Regions from separate parts of the Mus musculus genome. Here regions 2, 3, 4, 5, 6 and 7 are each linked to region 1. The links are chromatin contacts, called in public HiChIP or PLAC-seq and promoter capture Hi-C maps. All regions are on one chromosome and are shown on one strand. The core of a region is the stretch at or near the end of the contact, and the rest is flanking DNA. Distances in the headings are between cores, read along the strand shown.

Evidence for each region. Promoter capture Hi-C pulls out the DNA fragments that hold promoters and counts their contacts. HiChIP or PLAC-seq counts read pairs in DNA pulled down with a chosen protein or histone mark. Capture Hi-C pulls out chosen DNA fragments and counts their contacts.
Region 2: a contact with region 1 is called in an H3K27ac HiChIP or PLAC-seq map of embryonic stem cells, with 6 times the contacts expected there. The contact joins the promoter of Strip1 here to the promoter of Ddx20 in region 1. A contact is called at or near these places in 5 of 39 promoter capture datasets (embryonic stem cells, erythroid cells, hippocampal neurons and 2 more), 1 of 115 datasets of contacts at active chromatin or transcription factors (embryonic stem cells) and 1 of 9 other capture datasets (liver).
Region 3: a contact with region 1 is called in a promoter capture Hi-C map of pre-B cells, with 3 times the contacts expected there. The contact joins the promoter of Hipk1 here to the promoter of Ddx20 in region 1. A contact is called at or near these places in 2 of 39 promoter capture datasets (liver and pre-B cells).
Region 4: a promoter capture Hi-C map of liver shows a contact between it and region 1, with 2.3 times the contacts expected there. The contact joins the promoter of Dclre1b here to the promoter of Ddx20 in region 1. A contact is called at or near these places in 1 of 39 promoter capture datasets (pre-B cells) and 1 of 9 other capture datasets (liver).
Region 5: a promoter capture Hi-C map of pre-B cells shows a contact between it and region 1, with 2.3 times the contacts expected there. The contact joins the promoter of Rsbn1 here to the promoter of Ddx20 in region 1. A contact is called at or near these places in 2 of 39 promoter capture datasets (hippocampal neurons and pre-B cells).
Region 6: a contact with region 1 is called in a promoter capture Hi-C map of pre-B cells, with 7 times the contacts expected there. The contact joins the promoter of Lamtor5 here to the promoter of Ddx20 in region 1. A contact is called at or near these places in 10 of 39 promoter capture datasets (the 3T3-L1 cell line, cranial neural crest, embryonic stem cells and 6 more), 1 of 115 datasets of contacts at active chromatin or transcription factors (large pre-B cells) and 2 of 9 other capture datasets (adipose tissue and liver).
Region 7: a promoter capture Hi-C map of hippocampal neurons shows a contact between it and region 1, with 6 times the contacts expected there. The contact joins the promoter of Kcna3 here to the promoter of Ddx20 in region 1. A contact is called at or near these places in 10 of 39 promoter capture datasets (the C10 cell line, the HPC-7 cell line, cranial neural crest and 5 more), 1 of 484 Hi-C or Micro-C datasets (B cells), 3 of 115 datasets of contacts at active chromatin or transcription factors (astrocytes, large pre-B cells and pro-B cells) and 1 of 9 other capture datasets (liver).

What each region holds. Positions count from the first base shown.
Region 1 is chr3:105,685,938-105,689,796 of GRCm38.p6, reverse strand. Ddx20 (DEAD box helicase 20) reads left to right here and starts at 2,226. Exons shown (of 11, transcript NM_017397.3): 1 at 2,226-2,673; 2 at 3,064-3,158. The coding sequence starts at 2,370.
Region 2 is chr3:107,629,665-107,633,523 of GRCm38.p6, reverse strand. It overlaps Strip1 (striatin interacting protein 1), which reads left to right and starts at 1,814. Exons shown (of 21, transcript NM_153563.2): 1 at 1,814-2,023. The coding sequence starts at 1,844. Gm10961 (a long non-coding RNA gene) reads right to left here and starts at 1,923. Exons shown (of 3, transcript XR_375960.3): 1 at 1,522-1,923; 2 at 334-597.
Region 3 is chr3:103,789,635-103,793,493 of GRCm38.p6, reverse strand. Hipk1 (homeodomain interacting protein kinase 1) reads left to right here and starts at 2,219. Exons shown (of 16, transcript NM_010432.2): 1 at 2,219-2,499.
Region 4 is chr3:103,807,726-103,811,584 of GRCm38.p6, reverse strand. Dclre1b (DNA cross-link repair 1B) reads left to right here and starts at 2,198. Exons shown (of 4, transcript NM_133865.2): 1 at 2,198-2,685; 2 at 3,348-3,513. The coding sequence starts at 2,497. Ap4b1 (adaptor-related protein complex AP-4, beta 1) reads right to left here and starts at 2,068. Exons shown (of 10, transcript NM_026193.2): 1 at 1,528-2,068. The coding sequence starts at 1,640. It overlaps Gm15471 (predicted gene 15471), which reads right to left. Exons shown (of 5, transcript NR_040412.1): 5 at 3,145-3,371.
Region 5 is chr3:103,912,249-103,916,107 of GRCm38.p6, reverse strand. Rsbn1 (rosbin, round spermatid basic protein 1) reads right to left here and starts at 1,988. Exons shown (of 8, transcript NM_001356556.1): 1 at 955-1,988. The coding sequence starts at 1,657. Ptpn22 (protein tyrosine phosphatase, non-receptor type 22 (lymphoid)) reads right to left here. Exons shown (of 21, transcript NM_008979.2): 21 at 3,856-3,859.
Region 6 is chr3:107,276,773-107,280,631 of GRCm38.p6, reverse strand. Lamtor5 (late endosomal/lysosomal adaptor, MAPK and MTOR activator 5) reads right to left here and starts at 1,774. Exons shown (of 4, transcript NM_026774.2): 1 at 1,519-1,774; 2 at 701-762. The coding sequence starts at 1,715.
Region 7 is chr3:107,034,242-107,038,100 of GRCm38.p6, reverse strand. Kcna3 (potassium voltage-gated channel, shaker-related subfamily, member 3) reads right to left here and starts at 1,939. Exons shown (of 1, transcript NM_008418.2): 1 at 1-1,939. The coding sequence starts at 1,678. The coding sequence ends at 92.

The sequences.
Region 1 (3,859 bases), core at 977-3,476:
ACACTGTTGTCTCCTTCCTTTCTTACTTTCTCTGTTTCATTTGCGTTGCTTCTCTGTCTGCAGAGCATCCCGCTAGAAGAACTTCATGGCTCACGTTTATAGGAGCCCATTTCTCTGTTTTTCTTTTTGGGTTTATAATTGTGAAGCACGGGGCACAGATTGAATACCTGAAGACACAAGCAATGATCCTTTTAAAGATGTCATCTGTTGCTTACTACCCTACTGTAACTTTATTTATCCTCTCATTACCTTAACAAAAAGTGTGTTTCTAATGATTCTATAAATGTGAGAAAATATCTTGAAAAGAGAAAGGAAACGTAATGGTTAACATTACCTATCCAATTGACAGGATCTAGCATTACCTGGAGATGGGCCCTGGGTGATTATCTCTGCTAGGTTAATTGATATGGGAAGACATCTTAATAATGGCAGGGCCATTCTCTCTTGGGGATCCTGGCATGTATAAAGTGAAGAAAGCTTCACACTTGCAAACATCCACTGTTCTCCGCTTCCTGAAAGTGGATGTAACGTGACCTGCCACTTCAAGTTCCTACTGCCTTCACTTTTCCACCATAATGGACTGTATCTTCAACCATGGTCCAGAAAACCAAAACCAAACCCAAACCCAAACCCAACCCAAACCTTCTCCCTAAAGGTGCTTTTGGCACAGCAACAGAAAAAGAGACTGAGAGAGAGGAAGAAGTGAGGAATGAGTTTCACTCTTTAACTGGGAGTGTGGTTAGACAGTGAAGTGTTTGTGTAGTATGCCAACATCATGGATTCAACTCTTAGGAAAAAGAAAGATAAAGGAAGTAATTTCTGTGCCTCTGAGGTTCATGGTCTGGACAGGGAAGCCCATCTAGAAGGGTTTTGCAACAGTTAGGATGACCAGAAGACCCAGGGTAGATACTATGGAGATGGTAAAGGAGTGGATGAGACATTTGGAGACACAAGTATTTGACAGTAGTTTGATAGAAAGAGGGTGAAGGCAAAGCAAAAAGGAATCCTCAGATTTGTCATCTGTGGATTGGGTGGGTGAAAGATGTGGGCAACTATGAGGAAGCTTGCGATCTTTAGTTCCTCTTCCTTCATTTGGATAGTGGACGTTTGCTTAGTGCTTTGTTAATTTCTAAGCAAACATGTCTTAGTTAGGGTTTCCATTGCTGTAAGGAGACACCATGGCCAAGGACATTTATTGGGGTTCTTTTACAGGTTCTGAGACTCAGTCCATCATCATCAATGAGAAAAGTAATAAAGATATGCTTACATTTGGAAGCATGACTAAAGCTTTGTTCTAAGAGCTCTTTCAAAAAACAGTATTTAGTACGTGCCAGATTATGTTTCTCCTACCAGAGACAGAAGGGAACAAATCAGAATAGCTTTCTGTCCTCATGGAAAGTGTGTGTGGGGGTGGTGGTGGGGGGTGGACAATAAACATTTTAGGTAGTTGTATCATGAAGAACCTGACCAGGTATGGTGGCACACACATGTCATCTCAGTATCTGAAAAGTTGAGCCAGGAGGATTTCCAATTTGAGGCCAGCCTGAGCGGCATAGGGAGACTCTGATTTAGAAAATAAACAGACCAACTAACTAAGCCAATCAAACCAAATAATCAAACTCGGGGATAGTGGTGGGAATAATGGGAAAGGCCAGGAAGCAGTCAGGATGGAAACCACTCAAGATTTCAAGAAAAGCCTCTTTGACAGGGTGACACATGAGTGGGTCTAGAGGAAGGGAAAGTGGTGTGCTAGTTGCCCACCCCATAACGGAGGAAGGGCACACAAAAGATCCGTTGGACCCGAGACGTCTATTAGCCTAGGGTTTCCGAGAGAGCGATCAAGCAGAGCCTAGGAGTTGGCGTGCAGTCCAGGTTTCCACTTAAATATCAGGAGACTTCCGTCACGCGACAGGGTACGGATCGCGAAGACTTCGGCGTGGCTACAGCCGAGCTTGACCCAAGGAGCCGACTCCAAGCCCAGGCGACGGCGACCGATTCGCGAGCTGCGTCACAAAGCGCGTCCTGGGCGCTCGGGTCTGGAGCCCCGCCGCGCGGCCAGGCACTCAGAGCCGCGGGAGGCCGGCAGCGGGCGGCGCCCACCAAGGGCACGCGGCGCCCTCTGCAGGCCGCAGGCGGCAACACACCGGTAGCCTCATCTTCCCTCGCTCTTCCCGCCTCTTTCTCAGGCTACATTTTTTTTTTTTTTCTGCTCCCTCCTAGAGTGACAGCCTCCGACTTCCGTTCTTCCCCTCCGCTTCCAGGCGTGTCCGTGTCTTCTCCGGGAGGCTGCCAATAAAGTTTTTCTCCTTCTCGCTCCCAGGAGCCCCGCCTCAAGTCTAAATATCGCGAGATCTGGAGGCGCGGCTACCATGGCGGCGGCGGCGTTTGAAGTCCCGGCGGCCTTGACAACCTCCGAGTCCACTATGGCTGCGGAGCGTGCGGCCGCGCCGGTGCAGGCTGTGGAGCCGACTCCGGCATCCCCGTGGACCCAGCGGACCGCACACGACATCGGCGGGCCGCGCACACGTACCGGGGACGTGGTGCTGGCGGAGCCCGCGGACTTCGAGTCGCTGCTGCTGTCGCGACCGGTGCTGGAGGGTCTGCGGGCGGCCGGCTTCGAGAGACCCTCTCCGGTGCAGCTCAAGGCCATCCCGTTGGGGCGCTGCGGGCTCGGTGAGGACCGGGGCCGGCCGGCGGTGGGGGGAAGGAGGGGACGGCGTGGCCCCCGGAGAGCTCCGGCTCCGCGCCATCGCGGGGCTAAGCCAGGCTCTAAGGCGCGCAGTTGAATTTGAGGGTAGGACTTTCTTCCAGCATGGAGTCCAAGTTGGAGAAGGTGAGCGGCAGAGATTCGGGGCGCAAAGGGCTGGGGAGGTAGCTCGGTGGTTAAGAGATTGGGGCATCAAGCACACCTCCTGCGCGTTTGAGAGTCAACCAAAAATACAGGTGGCAACTAGGTCCTCATGGCAGAGAACCTCTTCATTCTCCTTTCTCGTATTTGGTATCTGGTGGCATCAGTAAATCTAGGTAATAATATGTAATATATATAATTTTTTTCTTCCTCAGATTTAATTGTCCAAGCTAAGTCGGGCACTGGAAAAACTTGTGTATTCTCCACCATTGCTCTGGACTCTCTGATTCTTGAAAACTATAGTACTCAGGTGAGTCTAACTCAGGATCCGGAAGGGGGTGTGTAGCACGTGACTCTATTGAGAGTCGTGACAAACTAGTAACTCTTCCAGATGGTGAGTTTGAAGAGGCCGGACCAAAGCGTATGCAAGTTAGGGAAGTAAACTAGATGGTCACGTCGGTGAGTTGTGGCCAAGGCTACGTCCAGTATTTTAAAGTTGGAATTTTCTGTTATAAGTACATCTCGACCATTTGTCAGTTGGAATCGTACAATTAAAAATTCATTTACTTTCTGACTAGAGTGGGATTAGACATAGAAGGTAGAAGTTCTGGATTAGTAAGTACTGTGCTATGGCAGAAATTTCAGGTGGTTCTTAAAGCCTTGTGTATGTGTTGTATTGATCTCTCATTTTCTAGGTTGCCTCGGGATATGGTTTTAAGATTGTCCTACTCAGCTTTGGGTTTGGGGGATCATTCTTTAAAAAGCTTTGTTTAGCCATTGTTACATATAAATACTATAGTAGGCACTAGGGATTAAACAGTGAATAAGATGTGATCCTGACACTGTCGTCTGGAGTGTGTAGTGATGGCTGACTTCAAAAGGGGGCTTTTGAGATGGTCGATCTTCAATGTGATTCCTTTAAACCCAGGATTCTTGTATTTGTTGTCTAGAATCTTTGAGTTCTATATCCACGAAACCGTGGGAGATAATGAATATACTTTTTAAAGTACA
Region 2 (3,859 bases), core at 565-3,064, 1.9 Mb before region 1:
AACCCATGTGTTTAGGGCCAAAATGTTGGCTTTTGCATCTCCACTAATTCAGGCTTCATCACTAGTCTTCAATATACCCAACAAAGACACAAATGAAGAAGGAGATAGAGGTGGGGGGAGGAGGAGGAGAAGAAAGAAGGAGGAGGAGGAAGAAGGAAGAAGGGGAGGAAAAGGAGAACAACAACACACAAAGATTTCATCGATGTGAACATTGTAAAGAGAAACACATAAGGTGTTTACTGATCCCAAATCTGTCTTTGGGGAAACTTACTTTAGATTTAAATAGAATTAGAATTGAGATTGAGGGCGGGAGATAGGAAAATTCCAGCAGACCTGGGCAAGTGTGGTCTGGTTATCATCCTCTCAGTGTTGGTTCTATGAGATGGTAGAAGTCCTTTTTACTTAAGGGACAAGCTGGTTCTCAGGAGTTGATTCTTTCTCCTCCAGGGTGCACAGGCCATGATAGAAAGAGCTGTTCGTCATCCGGGGATGCTGTGTTCTGTGAGGCTTTGCCACTCCTGATGTCTAGAGGGTTGAGGCCAGTGACCAAGAGTCTTGTACCTGCTTCTTGGGGAGGGAGGTTTCTGGAGGAGGACACTGTAAAAAGTAACATTAAAACCATCTTGGTTACTCCTATGTGTTTGGCACTCAGACGTGACGGAGAATGAGGTGAGAGGCCACCATTTTTGGATGATTGCTCTTTGAGTCAATACAGATGTGAGCAGGTAATTCAGAGTAAACGAGACAGCTACAAAATGAAGGCAGAAAAGCAAGAGCCACTTCTAAGGGATTATTAAACACACCCTCATTTCCCCATGATTTCTCTGTTATATTTTCAATTTCAGTTTTATTTATTCATTTGTTTATCTCCCCCATGTGAATGTAAACTCCACGAAGACTAGAATCCTATTTTTGTTCATTATTATATCCTTAAAAGTATTTGTCAGTGGCTTGAGGACAGATACAACTTCATACTGTTATCCTTAGCCCCCAAGAGTCTCTCTCTCTCTCTCTCTCTCTCTCTCTCTCTCTCTCTCTCTCTCTCTCTCTCTCTCTTTCTCTGTCTCTCTCTCTCTCTGTCTCTCTTCACTTCAAGTTCAAGACAGGGTTTCTCTGTATAGTCCTGGCTGTCCCGGAACTCACTTTGTAAACCAGGCTGGCCTCGAACTCAGAAATCTGCCTGCCTCTGACTCCCAAGTGCTGGGATTAAAGGCGTGCGCCACCAACGCCCGGCTTTTTCCCCTGTTTTGATAAGTGAGATTATTAACGTGGCTCCAGAGGTGTCTTGGATGGAGTTATAATCTGATAAGTAAAACCAGGAGTCCCCAGGGTTGCACAAGGTGTTTCTTACAGAGTCCTACTGACTTGGAGGTTTTTCAGCTGGAAGGTTAGAGAAAAGCCACAACCAGTTGTTAATTGTACAGAAATTCTTTGCTAGGAAAACGTGTCAACTAGACCCATGAGTCAGGAATTGCTTTCTTTAATGATGTCTCCCTAATTTCCCCTTTCATCCTGCCTCACCTTGAACAGGGAGGGCTCTAAAGACAGGCAAAGCGATGATAGACAACGAATTAAAGTGTTAAGTCTCATGGATAAAAAAGACATCTAAAGGGATTCCTGCGAGCCCAGCCGCACGTCTCCGGCTTAGTTCCACGGGAAGGAGGGAGGGGAAACTAAATGACAAAGCCAGGAAAGACCTTGGGAGGTGATTGGCAGTTGCGGCTTTCGACACACGCAGCCACACTGAATATGGCGATTGGGGAAATTTCCTGGAGGAAATCACGCGAGAGTTGCCTGACGGGAGGCCGTCCGCGAATTGAGCCGGGGGTGTGGAGCAGCCAAGATGGAGCCGGCAGCCGCCGGTCCCGGCCCTCTGATTGTGAACAACAAGCAGCCGCAGCCGCCACCTCCTCCGCCGCCTGCCACCGCGCAGCCTCCTCCTGGGGCGCCGAGGGCCGCCGGAGGCCTCCTGCCGGGGGGCAAAGCCCGCGAGTTCAACCGCAACCAGCGCAAAGACTCGGAGGTCAGAGCTGCAGGGGGGCGAGGCTGGCACCGGGCGGGTGACAGAGGGGGTCCCGGGAGACCGGGGCGGCATCCGGGCCCAGCCGGGCTTCCCGACGGCTTGACAGGGACCCTGGGAGCTGTCACTTTACCGGGAACCGTGCAGTTAGCTAGGCTGGCAGCCGCCACAGCCCCGGGGAGGAAAGCCCGGAGCCCTGTCACCAACTCTGCTGCGGCCGGGGGAAGAAGGTCCCCGAGCCGGGGATGGCCGGTCGCCCCCGGGGGCGTGGCCTGAGGCACAGCCCTCCTGGGGTGCAAAATCGGTGGTCTGCTGGCTGGTTAGCCCCTCATCCTTTCCGGCCTCTGATCTTAGCAGGGTGGTGGGCCACGCCAGTTGGCAGCGAAGGGACCCAGGAGAGTTTAGCGGGCGCTTAGAACAGGGCTTCTCTCTCTAGTGCTGCTTGGCCGGCCCCAGGTTGTGTGAGTAGCAGAGAGAGCACATTGTGGCTTCCCTCCGAATTTTAGTCAGCGCTGGATCAAACCGCGGCCAGACATTGCCAAGTATTTTTGCATGCCCAGTGAGCCCAGTTGCTGAGCTGTGAAGGGATCAGAAGTACACAAAGGGCGCCGGATTCTCCTCCTTGCTAGTGAGCTGCGATTCCCTTTGCCCGCGCTGTCTGGAGCTATTCACCTCGCCCCAAGTTAAAATTCCTCCCACTGCTTCCGTTTGCAGAATTCATGAATGAACACACACCCGTCTCGTCGCAGCATTTCAGGGCTTCCTCATCAGCACATTCATTCCCAGAGCGCTTACTACGCAATCTCCTCCACCTGAGACAACTTCCAGTGTGATGAACAGCCAGGCACTTACCGAGAGGGAATTCCTCAAATTCAAATTTGATGCTTCAGCTAGTACCAGATACTAAAGATAGTGTCTTTAAGCCTAAGAAATCAGTTCCCTCCAAACATTTTGTTGTTGTCGCAGGCTCAAATTCTGATAACTTATGTCACAAAGGAACAAGCCCAGAGTTGAGAGGATGAGTTTAGAGTGGCTTTTTTGAAAAAGATGGACCTTTTAGGAGCCTTTTGTTGTGGAATGATGGGTGATCAGTGGCTACTTCTCAGTGATCTCTTAAGTACGAAGGAGTATGGAAGTTAAGTTTGTAAGACCTTTAATGACCAGACTTGTCCAGGTTTTCTGAAGAGAACCCTGAGAATTGAACTACACCTTCAAATTTCTCTTTTTAAATGTTTGAGTGGACTGGAGAGATGGTTCAGTGGTTAAGAGAACTTGCTGTTCTCTCAGAGGATCCCAGCACCCAAGTTGGGCCGCTCACAACTGCCTATTAGCACACTAGCTCCTAGGGATCCAGTACTGTCCTTTTGTCCTCCATGGGCACATGTATACACACACAGATAAACACATAATACATTTAAAATAAGTGCTTTAGGGATGGCGGGATAGCTCAGCAGGTAAAGTAGTTTTAAATTTTCCTGAAAAGCCACAAAATAGTCAGATAAATACCCTTTTGTGCATTTTATTTTATTTGTTGTTTGTTTGCTTCTTTGTTTTTTGTTTTGTTTTTGTTTTTGAGACAGGGTTTCTCTGTGTAGCTTTAGCTGTCCTAGAACTCTGCTCTGCAGATGGGGCTGGCCTCAAACTCAACAGAGATTCATCTGCCTCTTGAGTGCTAGGATTAAAGGTGTGCACCACCCCTTATTCGTGTTATTATGTGGTGCTGAGAATCAGATTCAGGGCCTTGTGCAAGGTAGGCAAACACTATACTGCTGAGGTATGTCCTCAGCCTCTATTACATGTTTTTATTTCTCTTCCTACCTTTAATTTCACTGGATTCAA
Region 3 (3,859 bases), core at 970-3,469, 1.9 Mb after region 1:
TGTGCTGTTTCCTCCTTAATTTCCAGCAATGTCCCGCACATAGGAGATACTCTATAGATTTGTTGAATGGAAAACAGACTATGCAGCACTAAACTTTGAAGCTTTGTTGACTGAAACATGCTTAGATATTTTCTTCTCTGATGGTCTTCTCTGACTCCATTATTCAAGTCATGTATATTTGTGTGGCATTTTTCCTCACTGGATTGAAAACTCTGGGGGGGGGGGAGAAGACTACATCCTACTCATCTTTCATCTGAACTGGTATCTAGGGAGTGTCTGGCATAAAGCAGTTTGTTGGACGAATGAGTGAATGACATTAGAGAGGAAAAAAATACTACACTTTTAAACATTCCCTGAAGACTGAGACAGATTGAAAAAAAAAAAAAACAAGTCAAGAACAACGAAAACAGAGACTAATTATATGAAGAGCTGGTACAAATAAACAGGTAGGTGACAGGGCTGAGTGAGAATGCAGGAGTCAATCAGGAAAGGCTCTGACATGTAACATCTGAGATGTTTTCAAACACAAAAGAGACATAACTTGAGAGTAAATGAAAAGCCAGTCATAGAGTTCTGGTGAGGTAGGGCAAAATGAGCAATTCATAACTAAAGCTTGTTTGTTAAGCAGATCTGTTTAACACCAGGCCTTTTTCTTGGCTATCTAAGCAGGCATGTTCATTCATTCTGTGTCTTGGTATTTCCAGGGCCAGCCCAACATGAGGACTTTATGTTCTCTAAACACTCAAGAAAGGAAGTTTCTGTGAAAATATGCAAGGGAATCTGTCCTGTGGGATTGAACATTTTGCTAACCCTGGCTCTCCAGGGAAATGAACTTCCTCCCCATTCCCAATGTTAAGAGGAGAAACTCAAACGACTTTCCTTAAAAGGTATGATAGGATAGCCTAGAAAACATTTTGTTAGGTGAAGATCCAAAGAAATCATGGATGTATGAGTGAGGACTGAAAAATATAACTGATAGAAAGGCCTCTCCTAGACCTGCTCTCTGCTCACAGGACACAGGTAAAAATCTATGGTGGTGGATAGTCAGTTAGGGGTTCAGACTGTTCTTGTAAGAAAGAACACATTTTCCATCTCCTCCTCTTTCTTTTTTTTTTTTTTTTTTTTTTTTGGTTTTCAGAGACAGGGTTTCTCTGTGTAGCCCTGGCTGTCCTGGAACTCACTCTGTAGACCAGGCTGGCCTCGAACTCAGAAATCCCGCCTGTCTCTGCCTCCCAAGTGCTGGGATTAAAGGCGTGCGCCACCACTGCCCGGCACTCCTCTTTCTTTTAGGTAGGGCCTCTCTATGTAGATCAAGTTGACAAACTCACAAGAGATCCATCTGCCTCTCCTTCCAGAATCTTGGGTTTAAAGGCATGAATCCTGGGTTTAAAGGCACGTACCATCCTACCTTACTCTTATAAATACTCGACTCCAAGAAATGTTTCTCATTTTAAGAACCAACATTTTACAGCGCGGAAGGCATATCAAGTCCCACAGAATCTCTTGAGGCTGAGTTGGCAACTGTCTACTAAGATAACCTAGTTTTCAGGGTCATTTTTCTTAAACATTATGCCAGGTCCACTTTCCGGAATCCACCGCCTTTCTACCCTTCGTGGAGGTAAGACAATTTTTGTTTACTGCATGCATGGAGGAGCTGAGTTCGGATATTTTATTTCCTAACAGATTCTACGGTGGGAGCGCTTCAGCACAGGGAGGCATCTAAATCCCTTATGCTGCCCTGAAATCGACATGGCAGCAAACAATTTAAGTAAAAACTGAGAATTCTAAACCCTCAGAGTCATCCCCAGGTAGTCAATGTCTCCCTGCGCTGCCCAATCGCTGGGATGTGATTGGGATGTTGGGGGAAAATCACACTGGTTTGGGGTGATGTCACACTAGCTGAGATGACATCTAACTGTAAGAAACCCGACCGCCACCAAACGCCGGTTAAACGACCTCGGAGACTGCTGTGCGGAGAGGACTGGGAAACCGGTCCCCACACACTGTCCACGCTGGCTCCCCACGGAGGCCCACCCACACCCGCGGCCCGGGGCAAGATGCAGTGATCTCAGCCCTCCCGCTCCTCCGCACTTCCGCCTCAGTAGGTGTCATGGCGCTAGGTGGCTGAATGGTTCCGGCGAGGCGGGGCCGGCGGGATGGAGGCGGTCGCTCGGGGCTCCACTTGTCGGGTCTGGTGACAACGGCGGCTGCGGAGCGAAGGGCCGGGCCGTGGCCCCGGACCGCAGGGGAGGCCGAGGCGGGAGCGCTCGGCGCTGAGGCGGCGGCGGCGGGAAGGGGCCGGGTGGCAGGGCAGGCGGGAGGCTGGCGAGGCTCCGGCCGCAGGACGGGCGCGGGGACGGCTCCGGGGGGCGGGGGCCGGGGCCGGGGCCGGCTCGTGCGGGGGGTATGATGACCCGGCTGCGGGGCCCCGGATCGCCTCTCCTCCGCCGCCTCCTCGCGGCGGCCCCGACTCGAGGCTGAGAACTACACACACCGGCGGTGAGTCAGGCTCGGCGAGGGGCTGGGGTCGTGGACTTTGGGAGTCGGCGCCCCGAGGTGGGACGGAGCGAGCCGCAGACTCCCTTGGGTAGCCGGCTTGCTTGGGGTGCCTCTCTCGCCAGGCCCCGCGCGGCCCTAGGCGCCTGGTCGCGAGCGGCCAGGCGCGACTGCGTGCCGGAGAAAATGGGCAGCTCCCCCTGCCTCCTGCCTTTCCCTCCAGATCGTGTTGTCCTCAGGTGACAGGGGTCCGTCTGGCATCTCCCCACCGTACAGATCTCCACCCCAACCGCGGACTGCGGTGGCAGGTTCTTGTGCTTGTGCGTGTGCATGTCACCCCACTCCCTGTAGCTGTAGTTTGGGCGTATTGGTGCCTTTGGGGACCGGGAAACCGCATCTAGAGTAAATCGTGGTGGTCGGGCTGGTATGGAAGCTTTTCTGTTCTCTTGGTTCATGTTCTGTAGTCTTTGAGTATGTAATTTGTGATGGTGGTAACGCTGTGTGGGGACCAGCCCACCTATATGTTTATCTCTGCAAGGCAAAGCTAGAGGTCTAAACTTTTGCAGTCCGTCGTCGCCTTTAAAGCCAAGAACAACAAAATCCAAAACATTAAAAGATGGAAACAACCAAAAGCCTTTGGGTAGGACCCACACTATAAACAGCTCTGTAGGGCAGCGTCCCCCTTTTGTGCTTGGCAACCGAGACCTAAAAACTTGGTCTCTAGGAGCGTTGGTCTAACCTCCAGTTTGTTGTGGTGACGAACCGTGAGCAATGGCCTGTGTGTTTATGCTGGGCGCGTTTTCTTTCCTGTTTGGGAATGGGTACTGGAACGGGAAGCCGGAGAGGGGGTGGGGGCAAGCTCCAGTAAGTGAATCTTTTCTCTACATAACCAGTGACTCAGTTGTGGATACTCATAAGATGCGCATTCTTGTCTCTTTGGTGACACTTTGAGAATTCTCAGTAGTGTAGTGCAGCCACAAACAAGAGTTTCAAATGTAGACTCCGTTGCCCCAGTCCGCTCTTTATCTTGTTTCCTAGTAACTGATGAAAACAGCAGCATGGCTTCCTGCTGTAGACGGAGTGGGGTTAAATTAAGTGGCGGATGGCCTCAGCAAAACCTACAATTTTGCTCTTGTTTGTGTAAAGCTATTTTTGATTCATGGTCTGTAAGATTTTGTTTTTTTTGTTTTTTTTTGTTTTTTTTTTGGTTAAGATGATAGAGAATGCAAACCATTGCCAATTTTTTTTGGGGGTGGGGGTTGCTCAGTTAAAAGCCTAAAGCTTCCTGTAAAACATTTAAAAACCTAACGACTCATTTTACCTCATCACTGTTATTCAACTGGTTATTTTAAGACTTTGCATG
Region 4 (3,859 bases), core at 949-3,448, 1.9 Mb after region 1:
ATTTAAAAAAGCAGGGCTTGGTGACCCACACCCTTAACCCAAGCACTTAGGAAACATAGGCAGGTGAAAGCCATGTTCAAAGTTCAAAGCCAGCCTGGCCTACATAGTAAGTTCCCAGGATAGCTAGGGCTGTCTCAAAACAAAATAAAATGAATCATTATCTGTGTCACGTTTTCCAAATGAGCTGGTCACAGAGCTAAAGCATTCTGTGAAGAAGCATTTTCTGACTTCCATAGTGGCTTCAGATGTTTAGGAACTCAAGATCAACTAAGAAGTCAGCTAAGAACATCACTGATTTGAAAAAAATCCAGTGTAACTACTTGAAGTAATACACAAAATACAGACCAAGAAGATCCACATCCACATGCCACTATGGAAGTCAGAAAATGCTTCGTCACAGAACGCTTTAGCTCTGTGACCAGCTCACTGGGAAAACGTGACACAGATAATGATTCATGCTAGGAGGCACGAGCAAGAACTAAACATTCTTTTTGTTCCTTGGGTGGCATGATAAAAAATTTAGATTTCAGCCAGGCGGTGGTGGCACACACCTTTAATCCCAGCACTTGGGAGGCAGATGCAGGCGGATTTCTGAGTTCAAGGCCAGCCTGGTCTACAGAGTGAGTTCCAGGACAACCAGGACTACACAGAGAAACCCTGTCTCAAAAAACAAAAACAAAACAACACAAACAAAAAGTTTAGATTTCATTCCACTGATTACTGTTTCCAATGTTGTGGAACCAAACTACTACAATCAACTGAGACTGTTTATTTACAATACAGTTCCTGGATTCTATCCCATCCTAATGAAATCAGAATTGATCCCTAGATCACGATTTTTTAAAAAAGGACCCCATGGGACTTTTGTGTCCTACCTACAGTTTTGAGCTACAACTATAGATTAGTTACACGTTCAAACATATATAATAGAAAAAATCCTAACCAAAGTGAGGAGACAAGGCTACTTATTAATAAACTACCACAACAGGCTTTGGTAATTACAGCCTGAGCCAACAACAGTACAACTTTAAGAACAAGAATTGATATTTTGAATTTTTCATACCACCTGACAGTAGACAATGTTTTCAAGGTTGACTAGCAAGCTTGGTAGGGTGCCTGGTGACATTCATAACACAAATACAAGCAGAATAGTAGGTTTAAAGAGGAGAAGAATGATAGTATTATTTTGGTCATATCTTTGATGAACTATCCAAGTCGAAATGTAAAGCAAGCAGAAAGATATACAGGTCTGAATCTAGAAAAAAGGGAGAACTGTTCTACGTTAAGTCATTGAACCAGGAGTCAGCCGCAATTGCTAAAGCCTGTGGTATGAAGGAGACCTCTCAACTGGGCATGGTGTTCCACACGGAAGACTGAGATGACAACCCAGAAATGCAGCCTCAAGGCCAAAAGATAAAACTGCCCTTCTTTAACTTTTTCAGAGTGATCGCAGAGCTCTGAAGAGGATTAAAAGTGGGGCCGGGGGGGGGGGGGGGGAGTTAGAATTCTATGGTAGGTTGGTGATACCTAATAACTCGCTGGATGACATTCCGGTAGCGCAGCCTATCAGCCTGAATATGAGGGTTACACAGAGCCTTCTTCAGTTCCTTCACCACGTCCTCAGAGCCAAGGTATGGCATCGTCGCCAACACTCACGGGACAGTTTCCACAGACCCGTAGGGAACTCGTGGGCTCCTCCTAATTTCGATGTGGGAGCCTGAATAAAGGAGATGTAGTCAGTGAAAACACTAACGGCGAGATGTCACTTTGCTGTGCCTGCCCCCCAGGGCGGAACACATTCTTGGGTCCTCGGGCGAGCCCCGACCCTTCAGGAGCCGCCCGGAGACCCACAGGCCGTTGGCTCTGCCCAGCAGATCTCAACTCTCTCTAGGCCCAGTTACGAATTCTACACTAGCAAAAGGCCAAAGACCTAGCACAGCCTCCTCCCTGGGAATCTAGTCCCAGTGGCCGAGGACACCCCAGACAGCTTCCTGCGGAAATCCCGCCCCGTCGCCCTGAGACACAAGGAGCAGCTTTCCGGGTCGCGCCGAGCGCCGAGCGCAGGTCCGGGGGGGGGGGGGGGGGGGCACCGACCTCCGGACGCCCTTCCCCCACCCATTCTCCCCCTCGGCGCAGGCGCGCAGCTCACTGTGTGAGCGCCGCGGCCGGCGATCGGAAATCAACTACTAGGGTCTGTCTCCCCGCCGCCGCGCGAGCTTTGACAATGTGGGGACTGGGCCCGAGCTCCAGCGCGCGGTTGTGAGTGATGCTCTCCCGACTTCTTCCGCGTTGGGCGCTTTCATCCTGATCGTCCCGAGCGCGGCCACCTTCTTTTTTCTCACTCTGTCTACTAATTCCGTTTCTGGGATGGTTTTCCTTTAGGGCTTCTGGACTTGTTCCAGAGTCCACTTGTCATTGGGACGCTGTCGTGGAAACCTCACTCAGGAGTGCGGTTCCCGCGAAGACCCCACTGGGTGACACCTCAACTCTGCCACCATGAACGGGGTCGTAATCCCCCAAACGCCCATTGCTGTGGACTTTTGGAGCCTGCGCCGTGCCGGTTCGGCGCGGCTCTTCTTCTTAACCCACATGCACTGTGACCACACGGTGGGTTTGTCTAGCACTTGGGCCCGGCCCCTCTACTGCTCTCCCATCACTGCTTGCCTCTTGCATCGTCGCCTGCAGGTATTGGGGCTGGGATTTGATCGCTGAGACCTAGTCCAGGAATCTGGGTGGGGACTTCTGATCTGTCACAGTTTGGGGGATTACCGAGTGGGAGACATAAGGACTGAATTTTTACAAATGTGGGAATTGATCCCGGAATGAGACTGGCTTCTAGTTAACTACCTGGAGGTTTTTAGTCAAGGAAATGATTCCTATCTTTTCAAAAACCAGTGCTTTCCTAATTTGCATTTAAGAATCTACCAGACTGTTCAGTGATAGAACACTTGTTTAGTGTGTGCAAGAACCCTAAGTTAGATCCCCAACACTCATTGCCCGCCCCCAATAATTCATCTAATGTGCTAGATAAAAACACATATTGTCTAACATCTCCTCATCTTGTCTGTGTCAGTAGAAGTGGCTGGTGTGAGACTGGAACTTTTTTTGACAGTTGTTTCCCACCCATGGCTGGGATTATCATGATAGGAGAAAGTGTGAGAATCTTTATTTAGACTGTTTTCAGATTCTGAGTTTAAATCTGTACAAAGGGTGGGAGACAGAAGAGGAAGGAGAGATTTCTTGGGAATCCTTATAACAGCTTACATGAGAGTGGTTCAGAACTCGGTCAGCTTTCCTTGATGAAAGAGAAGTCTATGGTTACTCGGGTGACCAACTGTTTTCCTCAGGTGTCTAAGCACTGGATCCGGGCCCTGGAGGTTGGCGAGAGTCATGTATTACCTCTAGATGAAATTGGGCAAGAAACCATGACTGTAACGCTCATAGATGCCAATCACTGCCCTGGTTCTGTCATGTTTCTCTTTGAAGGATACTTTGGAACAATTCTATACACAGGTGAGCCTCCCAAGGCATTCCTCACACTTTATAGCTACCTTTACCCAGAAAGATAGCTTTATCCCATACAGGCACAGGGACCCTTTCCAACTGATTTCCTACTTGACCATCCATCCTTTACTTTGTTAAATAAAATCACAAGAGCAAGAAAACAAGAAAGGCATGTTGGTGCTCGCCTTTGATCCCAGCACTTGGAAGGCAGAGGCTGGCTGATCTCTATGAGTTCAAGGCCAGCCTGGTCTACTTAGTGAGTTCTAGGACACCCAGCCTATGTAGACAAACCCTGTCTCATAAGAAAAACATCAATCAAACAGAAAATCTCCAAGAGTGGGAAAGAGACATTTTC
Region 5 (3,859 bases), core at 739-3,238, 1.8 Mb after region 1:
GTATTCGAACACATTAGTGTGTTAGTATTTACTGATTATGACTATTATAAGTTATAAATATATACAAAGTATAAATATGGCATAACCAAAACCCTGCTTCATTTCTTCCATAAAGAATATAAATACATGCTACAAGTATCTGGCAATAGAAGACACCAATTTTGGCCAACCTAATTCATCTCAAAAGCACTCTTAGTCCTACTTTTTCTATGTGAAAAACCTTTAAAGACTGCTGGAATTGCAGAGATTCTCAAACAGTGCTCTGGCAAAATGAAATGAAACTAGAATCTACATCTGCATCTGCATCCTACTGCACGCTTCCTTCCCTTCAGAGATACGGTTGGTATACTTCCTAGACTCAGAGGGTGATAAAACCTTCCTCGAACCAATCCTAAACCATACTAACAATTAAAAGGGCTAATATTTTTTTTTAAAAAACTATTTTTACTACGTCTAGCTGAAAAATAAACACCGTAAATGATTTTTTTAACCTCGCCGAAGCTAAGGCAACCAGTAGTTGTGTAACCTCTTTAAGAATTCAAACTCAGAGCCCAGAGTCAAACCTGTAAATATGCTGGTGCCAGGAATGAGAAAAACTAAAGATTTCCAAGCAAGAGAACAAGAAGGGACTTTCAGTGACAAGCCTTTACTTCAGAAAGGGAGGTTTTAGTACCCCACCTACTAATCCGATGCCAAGCACTGCGCGGCGCGGAAACCCTGCCGAATTTGAAAATAAATGTTGCAAAGGCTCCGGGGGAACTGCAAACAGGGATGGAAACTGACAGCTCGGCCTCAGAGAGAAGCCTCAAGTAGGTCAAACTGTGGCAACCGCCTGCAATCCCGAGTCCACTCCAGTGGGCTCAGGGGAGTAGAGCGGCGTCTTTCAGTCCTAAAGGGGCGGGATATGGGCACTGAGACCTACAGCCCGAGCCCCAGCGGTTCGCCTGCTCTCACCTCTCTTGGGGGCCTTGATCAGAGGCACCCCTCCGCTCCTTTCGCCGTTTTCCTGCTTGTCCTTGTGCTTGAGATCGCCCGGAACGCAGGCGCCGGGGTCACCATCGGAGCCGCGGTGGTGATGGTGCTTGTGCCGCTCCTTGTGGCCCTTATGCTTGGGCCCGGCCGCGCTCACCGTCAGAGGCGAGAAGGTGAAGAGGGCCGAGGTGCCCGGGGCCGGGAGCGGGGCAGCGACAGTGGGCCCGGCGGGTGCCAGCGACGGTGGCGGCGGAGGCGGCAGGAGCAGAGGTTCAACAGGGCCCGGGACGGTTGGGGCGGCATTCGTTGGAGGCAGCGGCCCGGGATGTTGGCGGCTACGACGCCGCCGATGAGGGGGAGCGAGAGGGGGGTCCTGGCTCGGCCGCCCCCGCTTCTCCTGAGAACCCCCGCTGCTCGCCCGGCGCTGCCGCTTCACTCCCCGCGGCGAAACCCCAACATGGGGTTTCTCCTTCCCTTCTTTGTCCGGCTCCTCCTGCGCCGCCACCGCCCGTACTACGCGAACCGCTCCGACCTGCGCAGCCATTTCACCCACAAACACACATTTAAATGGCCCGACCGCCCCCCCGTCCGCGGTTCGCGCAAGCGCTGCCCGCGCATGGCCCGCTGGGCATTGGAGTCTCTCCCCCACCCTCCACTGATCGGTCGTTCTCGTAGACCTGAACATGCCGGAAACGGCAGTTCCGACACCTCTCCGCAGACCTCGCCAACCGAGCTTCTATTGTAAAGCACCCTGGACGCGCAAGGCCTTGCGGGAGTTGTAGTTCCACCGCCCTTCGCGTTCTTCCCCCTCCCCCTCCGCCCCCACTTTGCTCTCTGAGTGGAGGAGCGGAGGGGAGCGTGCGCCTAGGCACGCTTCGGGGTGCCACGCAACTGCCGCCCTCCGGCGAGTTGCCGCCAACCGCCCTAACCGCCCAAACAATGTTAATAGCTTTCAGAGTCTCGCCGTGTGTTCAGGCGCTCCACTTCCAGTGTTCCTCCTTCATCTTGCCCGGAGGTGGTCTCCATAGTGACTTTTCAATTTCGTATTTCTCCCCATAGCCTTTGTGAGGTAAAAGAATCTCCAGTTTACCCTTGACAAACCAGGAGGAAAAGAATTTCGGAATATGTAAAACGACGGTTTCGCTGTAGAACATTGTAAAGCTGCTATTCAGAAAAGAAAAAAAAAATTTTTTTGAAGCATTTCCTATAGCACTGCTGTGGCGACCGCTGCAGGCTCAAGGCAGGTGCAAATGTTGCCTTAGGCGTTCCCTGAGCGCAGCTCCGCCTTGCCAGAGTCACTTTTCCCTCCAATTCTTGGAAAGGTAGAATCCAGCATTTTTGTTGAACATACAGCTATAGTTAACAACAAAAAAAAATGTCTCGATAGAAATTTTTAATTTTTTTTCAACCCATACATATAAATTTGCAAATGTGAAAAGCGCTGTCAACCTGACACTGTTCGCCAGGAGATGGTGTTTACTCAGAAATCCGTTTTGAGTTTCATTACTTTAGCTTTTTACCTAGAATTGCATTTAAGTCCTTGAGAAAGCTATTTGGAAATAACCGACTACAATGATGTACTAGGCATATAAAAGACACTGTGGTTTAACACCACTAGTTCCCAGAGAAGTAACTTAGGCTGAGTGAACTTCTGTAATAAAAGTTATCGTTTAAAATAGAGAAGTTCTTGAACACCTACTGGGTATACATTGTACTACAATAAACAAGTAACAATACAGGTCAATTTGCCCTAGCATTTGGGTTTCCCAACAAAAAGTATTAAAGCGCAAATAATACTGTTGCTAGGCTGTATTTTCATAAGTAAAAATATTAAACTGATAGGGAAAGTAAAGCCAACCCTTTACAATAATAAAGAGCCATTAAATTATTTACTGTATAAAACTAGATTTGAAATATAATTTACTTAGAAGAATCCATAGTCATATAGAAATACATTTTCAAATCACCAGTACCTTTAAATGGTTGTGAACATAAATTCGTTTTATGTGGACACGTTTATCTATAGGGCCTTTTCTATGAAGAACACACTATCAAAAAAGAAAGTTAAAGTGCTAACAAAAAGTAACCGCTGTTGATTTTTTTTTCTTGAATTGGTAAGTGAATAACTGGGTAAACATACATACAGTTGGACACCTCATAGCAATACAGAAGTGATCACTGCCGTTATTTGTACATCATCTTTCCTTCTTTTACGCAACAATTGGGGAAATTGAGGAGATACACTCCGTTTAGACATTTAGTCATTTTCACAAGCAGTACTGCAAGCACAAAGGAAGGAGTGCTTTGTTTTCTAACTAAAACCTTTAGTCAGTCGTGATGGAGCACGCTTGCAATAGCAGCGGTCTGCAGCTTGGAGAAGGATCAATAGTTTGAGGCCAGCCTAGGGCTGCATAGCAAAATCTATTTTTTAAAGTTATTTTTAATATTAAGGCAGTGTATAAATTTAGTTGAAGGGTCGGAGAGACAACTCAGATGGTGAATTAAGTGCGTTTAACTACTTTTGCAGAGGACCCTGGTTTAGAACCCACGTAGCAAGTCACAACCTGTTATTCCAATTCAAGGGATTTGGTTCTCTCTTCTGGCCTCGATGGGCACTACACACAGGTGCTGTACATACATGCAGGCAAAAACACTTGTATACATAAAAATATTTTAAAGAGAACGTTATGATCAAATTCTTACAATTCTATTGAAATTAATGTTTATGCTGGACTTGTGTGCTTGTTACCACAGCCCTCCAAAGGCTATGGAGGAGGAGACATCATCTCAAAATAAAAATTTATATTTAAAGAAAATTCATATATAGAAAGAAAGTAAAATATAATAACTTTCAAACGTGAAAAGTAAATACACTTTGAAGCATAAA
Region 6 (3,859 bases), core at 525-3,024, 1.6 Mb before region 1:
AACACTAAGAATAGTGCCTGGCTGGGCATGGTGATGCACACCTTTGTTCCCAGCATTCAAGGGATAGAGGCAGGCAGATCTCTGTGAGTTACAGGCCAGCATGGTCTACAAAGTTTGTTCCAGGACAGCCAGGGCCACGTAGAATAAGTTTTTAAAAAAAAATGTCTTAAGACAACACACACATAATGTATGTATGAAATAAAATAACCCAATGAAGAAACTGAAGCCCCAAGAGGCTCCTTCTGTTCGGCACTCATGTTGCTAGCAGACAGCATCGGAGAATGGGGTTGAAGTCAGACGTGTCTAACTAGGAAATCCCTATTTTTACTGACAATAACTTACTGTTGAGAGTGGCTGGACTAGCAGCCAGCATCATCCATTTTCAGGGTTATTGAGGCAATTAAGGAAATAGTGTAGCCTGACTGTGCCTGCACAGGGAATGCATTCAGTAAAGATGTCCTTATCTAAAGCCCTTTTCTAGACCACTTAAAATTTATTCAAAACCATTTTAGTAGGAACAGTTGTAGAACTGGGAGGAACATTTCTGCCTTTAAAATGCAACTGAAAGGCTTCAACCATCTACTCTTACTTGGAGATAGTCTCTATGCCCTAAAGGTAACAGGAATAAAAGCTAGAAAATAGTAGCAGTGTAAGTTAAGGCTCTCAGAACTTCAAAGGGAGGCTGGTAGGAGACACTTACAGCCCAGATTAAGTCCTTGTGAATCTGTGCATAGGACTCCAACAATGGATGGATTCTTCATTCTAATTTTGGGAGCACAAGAAAGATGAACCAGATGATGTGAAGAAAATATTTCAAATTACTGTAGTAAAACAGATTTTCTATGCACCGAGTATTAAGCACTTCAAATCAGCCCTTAAATTTTTTCGCCCCCTTTCAGAGGACAAACTGTGAGTTGTTTAAATAAACAAAACAAAACCCAAACCATTTTCTCAGGCACCTCTGCTTCACAAAGACACAAACAAGGCAGTTATCTTTAGGGCTCTGTCCTTGGTATAGAAGCATGCTCTAGGACTGCAACTCCTGAAGACAACTGTTAAATCTCAGTAACGGGAATTGCTCCTGGAGGGGATTAAGAAGCTCAAGGAGGAGGTGTCTTCTTGTAAGCCACTTTACACCTCCCAATTTTAAATTTTACAGAGATAGCTGAAAAACTTTACGGATATATTTACTTCACAAGCGCTGAGCAACTGACGGGCCACAAACGCGGGAAGATGTGCGTGAAAGTGCTTTGGCACTGCGGGGGCTCGATTTAGCACACCCGGGGCATCCTTCCCCAAACTTAATCCGTTTCCCAAACTTCTCAAGAGCTACTCGATTCTGCGAACACGCCTAACGAAACTTTACTACCCAGTAACGAGCGGCCCGGCCGTAGGCAGAAGTCACCCGCTCGCCGCCCCGAGTGCCCCAAACGCTTCCGCAGACACTCGCGGTCCATGCCGCTGTCCCATTCCAGCTCCCCTGTCCGGAGCCCAGGACCGGCCGCACGCACTACTCACGTGTCCTCCAAATGCTGCTCCAAAGTCGCCTCCATCCCGCAGGCTGTCCGCCCCAGGCCAGGACCCCGCAGCAAAACACTTCCTCCTTCACCGCAAACCTCGATCACGTGACTTGACCGAGGCGGGCGCCTGGACGGCGTCTCCAGAGGGACGAAATTCAGCGCGGCGCCGCGTCCGCGCTCTTTACGAAAAGGCATAGCTACTACCACAGGACCAGTGATGGCTGGCTTTCGATTGGGGGTGCTGGGCCTTCAAAGCAATCTGTAGTCGGGCCTCAGGGCCTTTTCCTGACCTAGCACTTGGACTTAGTGATTTTTAACCTTTGGATTTGGTTCAAGCAATTTCCAGTCCTAACCAGACGTAGACCTGGTTTAAATTTTAAAGTAACCAGCAGGTCTGGCATGGTCTCATCTATGCAATAGGCCAATCGCTAAGAAGACAGTGCTCAGTTTCTGACCCTAGGTCAAGAGGCTGAGGTGTATACTTTACCTATCAAAGCAGAACTGGCCTCCAGGTTCTGCATCCCTCAGTTCCCACCTGGCATACCTTGCCCCCAACCCTGAACTTTCCAGCCCAGGGGCTGGGCTGCCCTTCCCTTTCTATAGGGCTCCTTTCTATAGAATCCAGACATTTTGGTCTCCTTCTCCTTTTCTCTCTCTGCACACATTCCCCCTTCTCTCTTTCTTCCTTCCTTTCCCAGGAAACTTCGCTGGCCTTGGTCCTTGGGGCCAGTGAACTCACCCACCGGCTGGCAGCTTCCCAATAAACCTGCCTTTAACATCATCTACTCTGGTTTAAATTGATTCATTTCACCAACATCGGAGGAGAAGTAACCTATCACACAGGGCCGATGGGGAGGGGTGCACACACGGGACTAAAGGAAGAGATGGCACACGTTGAAACCCCAAACTGCGTGCTGGGAAAGTGTCAGAATCTTAACATTGGTACCTTCTTTGTTCTCGTAGGTTGGCCTCGAATTCTCCCACCTTTGTCCTGTGATTTACTGCCATGTGCCATATTTAATTTGCATTGATACTTCTAATAGCTAGGTCATGGGAAGTTTTAGGGGGAAGAAATTAGGTTTAAGTTTTAGGTGTTAGTGAAGACCGTGTATTATTACTTTAAAATAACTGAGCTTTAAAATTTTTATTCCCTTTTCTGTTTTAGAGACAGTATCTCATATACCCCTCATTGCCCTCAAATTTGCAGTGTGTCCGAGGCTGGCCTTGAAGTATTGATCTCTCTGCTTTTACTTCCCAAGTGCTGGGATTACACCAACATGCCTGGGTTTAAAAACTTTAGAATAAACTAACCACTCATAGTCCTACTGTGAAGAGATGATAGTTTGATAAGGATATTTTGGAGACTATCTTTTCCATATGGCTATCTTTGCAAATGTATTATTTGAATTTTTTTTGTTTTTTGTTTTTTGTTTTTTTTTTTTTTTTGTTTTTCGAGACAGGGTTTCTCTGTGTAGCCCTGGCTGTCCTGGAACTCACTCTGTAGAGAAATGTTTTTTAAAAGCAAAATCAATATACATACTATATATACAATTCTGAATTATGTAGCAGGGATTCTTCACAGAATTTATTATAAATACCTTTTCAGGACAGTAAGTTTTTATTTACTTTGTTTGTAATAGTTGCAAAACACACCAACTTTGTTATCATAGCTACACCTAAAGTGAACTTACTGTTCATTAGTGACCAATTAAGTTGCTCTTGTGTCCCCTCCCTACCCTCTGTCCTGGTGGTACCAGGTTCTGTGCTGGTTGAATATTCTTTAGCCCAATATTGTGCATTTAAATTTTTTCTTCATGGTTAATTACTAGAAATAGAATTGTTTGGTCAAAAGTTATGGTCATTTTCAAGAAAAATATATATATGTATATATATTATTTACATGAAGAAGGGTTTATGAAAACAAGGGTGTGTCCATGGCTCATCTCTACCCCTTCCTGTGTAGCGTGCCTTGCACTTAGCTTCCTCTAGCAATCTGATCTCTGGCATTTACTCAGTCTGTTTTTTGATCTGGTGCCCATAATAGAAGAGGCCAAGGCTTAGCCACCCGCTCACCATTCACCATATTGTTAAAATGAAGCTCGCAGAATTATTATTACTTTTTAACTTTACAGTGCAGGGTTATCTCTAACATGTGATTCTCCTGCCTCAGCCTTCTAATGCTCTAATATGAGCCCCATATTTGGCTATGCTTCCAGAATTGTGTGTTTGTATGTATGTTCATGTGTGTCTTGATGCATGTGTATACTTGGATTCAGTGTGTTTGCAGATATTCATGCACGTATGTGCATGTGCAGTTGGGGGTCAGAGGTCAGCCTTGT
Region 7 (3,859 bases), core at 690-3,189, 1.3 Mb before region 1:
GGTCTGGAAATGTATAAATCAAGGGCATACACAGACCAAGGGGGCATGTTCCACACAATACTGGGCACAGAATTGGCAACCGTATCATATATTAGACATCAGTGAATATCTTCTTGATGTTGACACAGGAGTTGGGGTTATTGTTCGTGGTGCAAGTGGCTGTGGAGTTGCCCGTTTTGAAGGGGGTCTGCGGGAAGGCGCTGTGGTTCATACCCCCCTCTTCGATCACCATATACTCCGACTTACTCAGAGTGGAGTTACTCCGGGCTTTTCGGAGCTCCTCGGCTGAAGAGGAGAGGTGCTGGCAACTGCCCACGTGCATGTACTGGGCTTGCTCTTCCCCTTCTGTCTCCCGGTGGTAGAAGTAGTTGAAGTTGGAAACAATCACAGGAACTGGCAATGCAATGGTCAAGACACCTGCGATGGCACAAAGAGAGCCCACAATCTTGCCTCCTATGGTCACTGGGTGCATATCACCATAACCAACAGTTGTCATGGTTACTACTGCCCACCAGAAGGCATCCGGGATACTGTTAAAACCCGAAGAAGGGTCGTCTGCCTCAGCAAAGTAGACTGCACTGGAGAAAAGGATGACCCCAATGAAGAGGAAGAATATGAGCAGCCCCAGCTCCCGCATGGAAGCCTTCAGCGTCTGTCCTAGGATCTGCAGCCCCTTAGAATGGCGGGAGAGCTTGAAGATGCGGAAAACCCTTACTAGGCGGATGACTCTCAGGATGGCCAGCGACATGGCCTGCTGCCCATTACCTTGTCGTTCAGCCAGCTCAGTGCCCAGAGTGATAAAATAAGGAATGATGGCCACAATGTCTATCAAGTTCATGATATTTCTGGAGAAGGTGGCTTTACTGGGGCAAGCAAAGAACCGCACCAGAAGCTCAAAGGAGAACCAGATGATGCACAAGGTCTCCACCACGAAGAAGGGGTCCGAGAAGCTGGAGGCTCCAGAAGGGGCCCCCGACGTGCTGTTGTTGGCAGCCTCAAACACGTCCTGCGACGGGGAGGCGGGATAGTCTTTCTCATCGCGAAACTCGGGAAGCGTCTCCAAGCAGAAGATGACAATGGAGATGAGAATGACCAGCACTGACACAATGGCAATGCCCCGGGCCGGCCCGGAGCTCTCCGGATATTCGAAGAGCAGCCACACCTGGCGCTGGAAGTCACGGCGGGGCAGGGGTCGCTCCTCCTCCCGCAGGAAGCCCTCATCCTCACGGAACTTTTCCATGGCCTCCTCACCCAGCTGGTAAAAGCGGATCTCCTCGGAGAAGATGTCGATGGGCACGTTGACCGGCCGGCGAATGCGGCCCCCGGACTGGTAGTAGTAGAGGATGGCGTCGAAGCTGGGTCGGTTGCGGTCGAAGAAGTACTCATTGCGGAGTGGGTCAAAGTACCGCATGCGCCGCTTGGGGTCGCCCAGCAGTGTCTCGGGGAACTGGCAGAGGGTCTTGAGCTGCGTCTCGAAGCGCAGCCCAGAGATGTTGATGACCACACGCTCGCCGCAGCAATCTTGCTCGCCCGCGGCGGGCAGCGCGGGTGGCAGTGGCTCGTAGCGGTCGCAGCCGCCACCGCCGCCGCCACTGCCACAGCCTCCCTGAGGCGGGTCCCCGCCACCGCCTCCCGCCGCCTCTGGCTCCAGCAGGTGGTCCCCGGGCACCACGGTCATGTCTGGCGGCAGCTCGGCGTGGCCGGGGCTCTGCAGGATGCGCGCGCCGCCTCCTGCGGGGTCCGGTGCAGGGTGGGCGCGGTGATGGGTGGAGGGCTGCGGCGGTCGAGCGCGGGAGGCGGCGGTGCTTTCCTTCCCTGCTGGCGGCTGCCGGCCCGAGTCGCTCCTCCTGGAGCTCCCCGCCCCACCGCCGCCTCTGCCCTACGAGCCCGGCCCCGCCGCCTGTTGCTGCGGCTGCCGCGAGGCTCTGTCTGGGCTGGCGCGGCCCGCGGGGCTGCACGGTCCAGACGCCTCCTCCTCCCTCCTCCGCACCCCTCCCCGCGGGGCGCGCGCCCGCCTCTCTGCCACCGCCCCCGGGTTTCCCGCCCACCGCGCGCGCGCGCTCCGCTTCCCGCTTGCCACCCTTGTTCCTCGACCTTCTTTGTCACTGGATCGCCGCCAACTTGCACCCCACTCCCCAGACTCCGCGGAACCCCTACCCAGCCACGCTGGCCTTGGAGGAACCCGGCCGCCTGACCTCGTTCCTGGGCTCTGCTTGCTCGCTCCTGGTCAGCGCGCGTTCCCTTCCCGCGCGTGGTCGAGACCTAATCTCAGGGCTGTTATACCCACGCAAGGACCACACCTCATCCCTCGAAGGGAGGCCTCCTGGCCCTTGACACTTTGCCAAGAAGGGCAAGTTCCACTAGAGTAGGTAACAAAAAGTCCCAAGCAAAGGAGGCATCCAGGCATCCAGACCCTGAATGTCTTGGGAGGAGGGGCTGCAGGCTAGGTTGTCTGGGCTAGTGCAGGATAGGATAGTCTGGGGCCAGCATCCGGATTTAGAGGGGTAGAATAATGCTAAAACCTGGGTGTTGGTGCAGTAAACGATATTTTTGGACAGGAAGCAATGGGTTAATGGGTAACATGGGGTCTCAAGTCTTCCCAGCAGTCTAAAAAGAGGGTCCTTAAAGGCATCTGGAGACCTCATTTTTATAATGGTTAGCTCAGTGCGGGCAGAATCAGGGGCAAGTTTCTGGTTGGGATTAGTGAGGGCAGTGGAAAAAAATAAGAGGGAATGGTAAAGAAAATTCACCACACCTTACTGTGTGACGAACAGGCCCAATACCTAGCGTTTAATTAACACAATGATACCTGCCCTTGCAGTAGGGAACTCGAGAAAGTGTATTTTAGCTGTTAATGTGGGAAAGCCTTCATTTTGCAGATTGTGCCTCTCTTGCTTGATATGGGCCTACAGAAAATATTATCTCCCTTAAACTGTTTCTCTAAATTGTGCTGGTTGCTTTAAACATAATTTCTGTTCCCAGACATTTAGCTACCCCAAGTATAAGTACCAGAGTTACAAAATTCTGTTACCCCCTTGAATCATTGCAATCGTTTGCAAAAGAGGAACTATTGTCTAGACATTCACTCATTCCATGAAGTTAGCTGAAAATTCAGTTTGATGTAAGAGTGATCTGTCGTCATGTTTTTCTTACCCCCTCTCCCAACTACTAAACTATGATAAAGAGGGCTTGCCCAACTTCTGTTGTTAGCAACTTGGAAATCCTGGGATCTCAGCATTTGTTTGTTGTACTGAATTCTGCAACAAGTGATGCTTTGTATTTATTTCTGTCTGCTCTGGGGAGATATTTCTTCTTTTGAGTTCAGGACCCTATTGTGATTCCTGGGCTGGGGAGCGAGGGAGAGCTGAGCCAGCAGTCCAATCACCCTACAAGTTTCTAGAGCAGCATTTGGGGGTGTAACAAGCACCAGGTTTTCGTTTGTTTGTTTGTTTGTTTGTTTGTTTTTGTTTTATCATTCCTTCATGTTTCGCTTTACAACCATCTGAGTGCTGGGCACTGCAGAGAGTGGAGTCTATTGTCAGATGAAGAAACTGGGAAACCATTTAAATCCCTCTTAAATACACAGTTTCAGAGCAATCTGTTGTGCAATGGTCAGCTTCTTATTTTAACCAGTGATTAGGGGAACAGTTGATGAATATTTACATATTTATTTTTGTAAATCTAAGATTGGGAAAGACGGAGTGTCACAAGGAGAGCTCACTGAGAGGCAAAGACCCTATTTTTAAAGACTGTTTCTTGCACTTCTATGTCTGACTGGGGAGATGATTTATTCTTACTTTTGCAGGAATTAATACTGAAATTAATATTAATCAAAGGCAAAGGAGATGAGAGCAGAGGA